Linked DNA regions of Hordeum vulgare: region 2 is linked to region 1. The links are chromatin contacts, called in public Hi-C maps. All regions are on one chromosome and are shown on one strand. Each heading gives the region's core, a stretch centred on a gene start, on an enhancer-like site or on the middle of the called end of the contact. The rest is flanking DNA. Distances are from core to core; before and after follow the strand shown.

The links. A called contact is a pair of places that touch in the nucleus more often than the background predicts.
Region 2: a contact with region 1 is called in a Hi-C map of leaf, with 4 times the contacts expected there. The contact joins the enhancer-like site here to the promoter of LOC123446648 in region 1. A contact is called at or near these places in 3 of 6 Hi-C or Micro-C datasets (leaf and seedling) and 1 of 1 datasets of contacts at active chromatin or transcription factors (embryo).

The regions. Positions count from the first base shown.
Region 1 is chr4H:471,755,230-471,757,929 of MorexV3_pseudomolecules_assembly, reverse strand. LOC123446648 reads right to left here and starts at 1,421. Exons shown (of 9, transcript XM_045123215.1): 1 at 1,264-1,421; 2 at 1,124-1,185; 3 at 919-1,009; 4 at 734-820; 5 at 566-619; 6 at 280-464; 7 at 58-140. The coding sequence starts at 1,317.
Region 2 is chr4H:472,160,487-472,163,186 of MorexV3_pseudomolecules_assembly, reverse strand. No RefSeq gene overlaps it. Among protein-coding and RNA genes, the nearest start is that of LOC123449012, 250 kb to the right of the region's middle. Within about 2 kb of position 1,371, at least 2 of the 3 cell types and tissues checked have open chromatin away from gene starts, as enhancers often do. A contact at or near this core is called in leaf, where this site is marked.

The DNA.
Region 1 (2,700 bases), core at 172-2,671:
TACAATCGCGTCAAGTACAAAACCCGGAAAGCTGAAATCAATTAAGTAGAAACTCACATAGCAGGTCAGCTTTTGGTGGTTCAAAAGTATCCAACTCAATATTATGGCTGCTCCCAAGTGAATCTATGAAGACACATGAGCTGCAATATAGATATCTCCGCAATCACAAATAGCTCCTTTAAACTAATTACACAGATGACCAACAGATATTAACTGCACCAATGGTAAACCTAAAGAATAGATAATGAATATTAGAAAACAGTAAGACATTTTACCCACCCAATTTCAAACTTCAAGATATTGTAAGAGCTCTCCTCATTGAGCAAGCTGAGGAGACCTTCGCTGCGTGACCTACAACTAGCACTTGCGGAAGACAATACCGTTGAAACCCCATAAGTAGCTTCACTAGCAGCTTTATGTTCCTTCAGAATAGCTTTCTTAAGGCTTTCAGCTATAACCGGGACCTTAAAAAGAGCGTATGAAGCACAATCAGTACTGCTCTGCTGACTACTACTGGGCAATCAAACATGTTCACCCATGTTGGGAGTCTTCAAAACAGGTTTACCTTTGTCTCCTTCATGCGCAGGACATCACCGGTCATAGCAACCCGGGGAGGCAACTGCACCAGGCAACAATATCACCACCCACGATGACACAACTCATACTAGAGAAGGCAATCAAGCAACCATGCAGCAAATTGTGCTGCATTTGAGTTTATAGAAAAAGGACCGACCTTGTTGAGTGACTTGAGCAAGCTGGCAAGGCGGCCTGGGACTGGACTGGACACCGAGAGAGAACCCCGCTCATCGATTATAATGTTCTACACAACAGCCGTTTCATACAATCAATCCATCAGAACATAACAGCAACCACTACTACAAATCAATCAGCCATCGTAAGAAAAATACAGAGCAATACAATGTTGTGCATGTCGTTCTCGGGGACAATCAAGTAGGGCATGCCCTTTTGGACCATGTAGTGCACCCTCGACGTGTAAACCTCCCCCTTGCTGCTCACAGCCCCGAGCAAGATCAATCAAGAACAAGAAAATTTAGTATTTTAGCTGCTACTCGCACAAGCATATGGATCAAGATGTTGAGGATGTAGGAACCGGTGTGCGCACCTTCCCTTGGCGTCGGCTTTGATCGTGTTGAGGTGGGCTTCCCAACTGGCGCCCAGGATGTTCTGAGAAAGACGAGAGGGAGTGAGCGACAGAGCCTAAAATAAGAGGAGCGAATCGCAGAGGATGCTCGCGAGAAGTACCCGGCACTTTTCGGCGGCGGAGAGGGCGGTGGATTTGGCCTTCGCCATCGCCATGGCCTCCGCTCCGCGCGCGCACCAGCTGCTCGAGGAAATGCTTCGGGGAGCGAAGGGGCGCCGCCAGGGGCGAACGGGTGTGTGCGGGTCTGGGGGATCGACCAAGGCGCGCCACCGAGGCACACCAGTGGAGAGGTGCAGAGCCCTGGGCTAGGGGTTCGCGCGGCCTAGTGGGTCTTTCTCGTGGGCCAGTGGTTTAGTTCAAGGATGCTGGGCTTCGCTAAGGCTGCATTGGCGGGCGTTTCCTATTTAACGCTGCGCGCACGTTTGTATGCATGGAAAACCCTATTTGACGCTCTTTGCGTCAAATAGTCGGGCAAACGCACAGGGGCGCGACAAACTAGACTCCCATCTCCCTCTGCTGAAGGCTGTTCCGGTTTCTGCTTCATTTTTTTTGTCCTTTTTTCTGTTTGGTTTTTTCCTTTTATTCCTTTTTTCGTTTCTCGGCTTCTATTTTTTTTTCTTTTTTCCTATGATTATTTTTTAACCTAAGTTCATGTTTTAAAAATTTCTTCAAATTGAGAAAATGCTCTTGATTTTATAAAAATGTTCTAACTTTCAAATATTTGCCGTTTTTCAAAAACATTCCTAGCTTCAAAAAATGTTCGGGATTTTAGAAAGATGTCCGAACTTTCCAAAAAATGTTCGCCATTTTTAAAAAATGTCCTTTTTTCAAAATATGTTATTGTTTCCTTTTAAATTTTATCATTCAGTTTTGTTCCTTTTCCTTTTCCTATTTTTCTGTTTGACATTTTATAGTTTTTGTTTAGAATTTCAAAAAATGTTCTTGCATTCACAGTTTATATTTAAATGTCCGTGCTTCCAAAATGTGTTCATCTTTTGAAAAATGGTTGTATTTCAAAAATTGTTCTCATGTTCAAAAAACTGCATGATATTTGATTTTTTTTCATAAATAGTTCATAGTTTTAAAAAGAATGTTCTTCTTTTCACATTTTTTTAAAAAATGTTCCTGTTTTACGAAAAATGTTTCTCTTTTTTCAAAATTTGTTCACAAATTGAAAACTTGTTCAAATTTTGTTCATCAATTCTAAAATTATTCATGATTTTAAAATGTTTGAGAAGTTCAAAAAATATTCTTCATTTTCTAAAAAATATTTGCCATTTCAAAAAATGTACGTAAGTTCAAAAAATGTTCCTGCTTTAAAAAGTGTACATAAATTCAAAAAACGTTCCCGTTTCAAGAATTGTTCACAAATTTCAAAAAATATCCTTTCCTACAAAAAAATGTTCTATGTTCGTAACATGCTCCTGTTTTCAAATTTGTTTATAGATTAAGAAATTGTTTATGTTTTCCAAAACATTTTTGTATTTCAAAAATTGTTCGCGCTTACAAATTCGTTCATGTTTTCTTAAATTGTTTTC
Region 2 (2,700 bases), core at 122-2,621, 410 kb before region 1:
CCAACCTAGATTTCCAACATCCAGGTATCCACGCACCAACCAAACAATGTCCACGGAGATCTCAAGAAGCCTTCCGGCTAGGCAAATTTCCTTCAGGACAAGAACCAAATATACCCATTGTGCCAGCCCAGCACCGCTCCTCTGGATGTCCCTATCCTAAGAATCACAAATGCTCCTATTTCCGGGACCTCCTACTGGACGCATTTCACGTCCAATAGCAATGGCTCGCACAGGAGGGATGAAACGACTCGGCCGTCCTCGCTAGCGAAGCGACTGGGCCGGCCAATTAACCAACTCGGTTTTTTCCTCTGTTTATTAGTTATTTTTTTTCTTTTTTTCTCTTCTTCCTTATTTTATTTTGTGTTTCTCTTTCTCTTTTTTCTAAAAGGTTACATTTTTTCTTGAATTTATGAAACTTAAACAGCCATTGTATTTATGAATAAAATTACAAAATGGAAATCATTTTGACTTTCTGGAGAATTTATGAGAACACAAATAAATTTGAAAACAGGAGCATTTGAAAACCTTAGACTAATTATTTTAGAAAAGAACATTTTTTGAAATTTGTAAATAATTTTAAAATCGGCAACATTTTTTCAACTTATGTACACTTTTTAAAAAACGAACATTTTTTAAACTTGCGAAAATTTTCTGAAAAGGAAAACATGTTTTAGAAAATGAAGAACAATTTTGAAATACCGGAATATTTTTTCAAGTTCTGGAACATTTTTCTGAATTACAAAACATTTTCCCAAATTCCGGAAAAACAATTCTAATTCCGGAATTTTTTTTCAAATTCCCGAACATTCTTTAAAATTTGGAACATTATTTTTTGGGAATATTTTTCAGAAAAATCCTAAACATTTTGTTAAAAATTCCAGAACATTTTCTAAAATTACGGCATGTTTTTTCAAAATTGTGGAACATTTTTCCAAATTACAAAACATTCTTTCAAATTCTGAAACATTTTTCAAATTCCGGAACATTTTTGAAATTCTGGAACAGTTTTTCAAATTCTGGAAAAATATTTAAAATTTGCAACATTTCTTCAAGTTCTAGGAGATTTTTACAAATTCCGGAATATATTTTCAAATTATAGAACATTTTTTGAAATTGCAGAACATTTTTGAAACAGAAACAGAAAAAAAAACAGAAAAGAAAAAAGGAACCGAAAAAAAAAGAAAAACCGGTTTAGGGAATCTTCTAGAAAGTTCCCAAAACCGAAAAAAATGACTGGGAAAGTCTAGAAGGTTCCCAAACTGGCATCCCTTAATGTACCGGCCCAGATCATCTTTGCTCGTGTTCACTCTGTGCGAAGGCACGGCAATTTGCCTCAACTTGCGGCAAATAGGGTTTTCCCCTATTTCGTGCTTAGGGCAGGGCGGGCGCTCCTGTAAACCCCCCGCCCGCGCTTTCGCCTGGCCCATTCCGGGTCAAGGTGCCAAGGGTTTTTTCATTCCGTCTGTTTCTTTTCAATTTTGCTTTCATAATATTTTTATTTACGGATTTGCAAATACGTCCACAGCAATTCAAAAATATTCACAAATTAGGGAAAATGTCCAGAATTCAAAGAAGTTAACAGTTAGTTTGAAATGTTTACCAATTTGAAAAATGTTCCAAAAATAGTTAATTAAGAAACAAATTGTAAATACAAAACATGTTCATGGATTAGAAAAAGGTTATGAGCTTCAAACAATATTTGATGATTAAATAATATTCCTGAATTATAACATTATTTTTTCAGAAGAATAAAACCGATTGAAAAGATATTCAAATATTTCGAAAATTCCAAGCATTCTAAATATATGTTCACGAATTAAAAAAAATGTTTGTGAAATTTCACAAATGTTCATGAATTTGCAAAATGTTCTCAGATTTAAAAAAAAATCAAAATTTTTAAAACATATAAAGGTTCCATCAGAATTCTAGTTATTCACAAATGTTCTTAATTTAAAAAGCATCCAGAATATTGAGTAGTAATATCGCATAAAAATTAAAAAAAAATTATTTTTTACTTCTTTTCAACAAATATTCACGAGTTTCAACAAATGTTCATAAGTTTGAAAATCAGTACAAATTTCTTAACATGTTCACGAAATTTGGAATATGATCGTGAGTTTAAAAATTATTAGTGAATTCTTAAATGGAGATGCTAAATCTCAGTCGACTAAAACTTCGCAAAGTCTCAGTCAATCCCCCTCTCCCTTGGATCGTTAGATGTTTCAGGATTCGTGCAACTGCGTTACCCATTTGTTTTCTTTTTTCTGTTTTTTTTTGGGCTGGGCTCTGTCCTATTGATTTTCATTGTCAGGGGTAGTTACCTTGGGGCAAGGTCGGACCCTTTTTTTATTGTTTGTGAAAAACAATTCTGTCTAATTAAAACACACGGGGTTTAGGAGTGAAAATTCACAAGACGTCTTTATTGTTGCTTTTTTTAGGTGACCTCTATTTTTCTATTTGTTTTACATTATACTTCTCATACGTATAAACTGCACATAATTTTTGTTGCAACCAACCATATTAGAGTATCAAAGTTATCATCTTATATTTTTATTTTCAGTAATTTATCCAAATACGACTAATTTTATACTTGTTTACTTATACTTCTTTTTGGCTTACATGTTTATTATAAACTGTTTTTCCAAAATGTAAATAAGAACAGATAATAATGTGTGTTTTTTTATTTTTTTATTTTTTCGC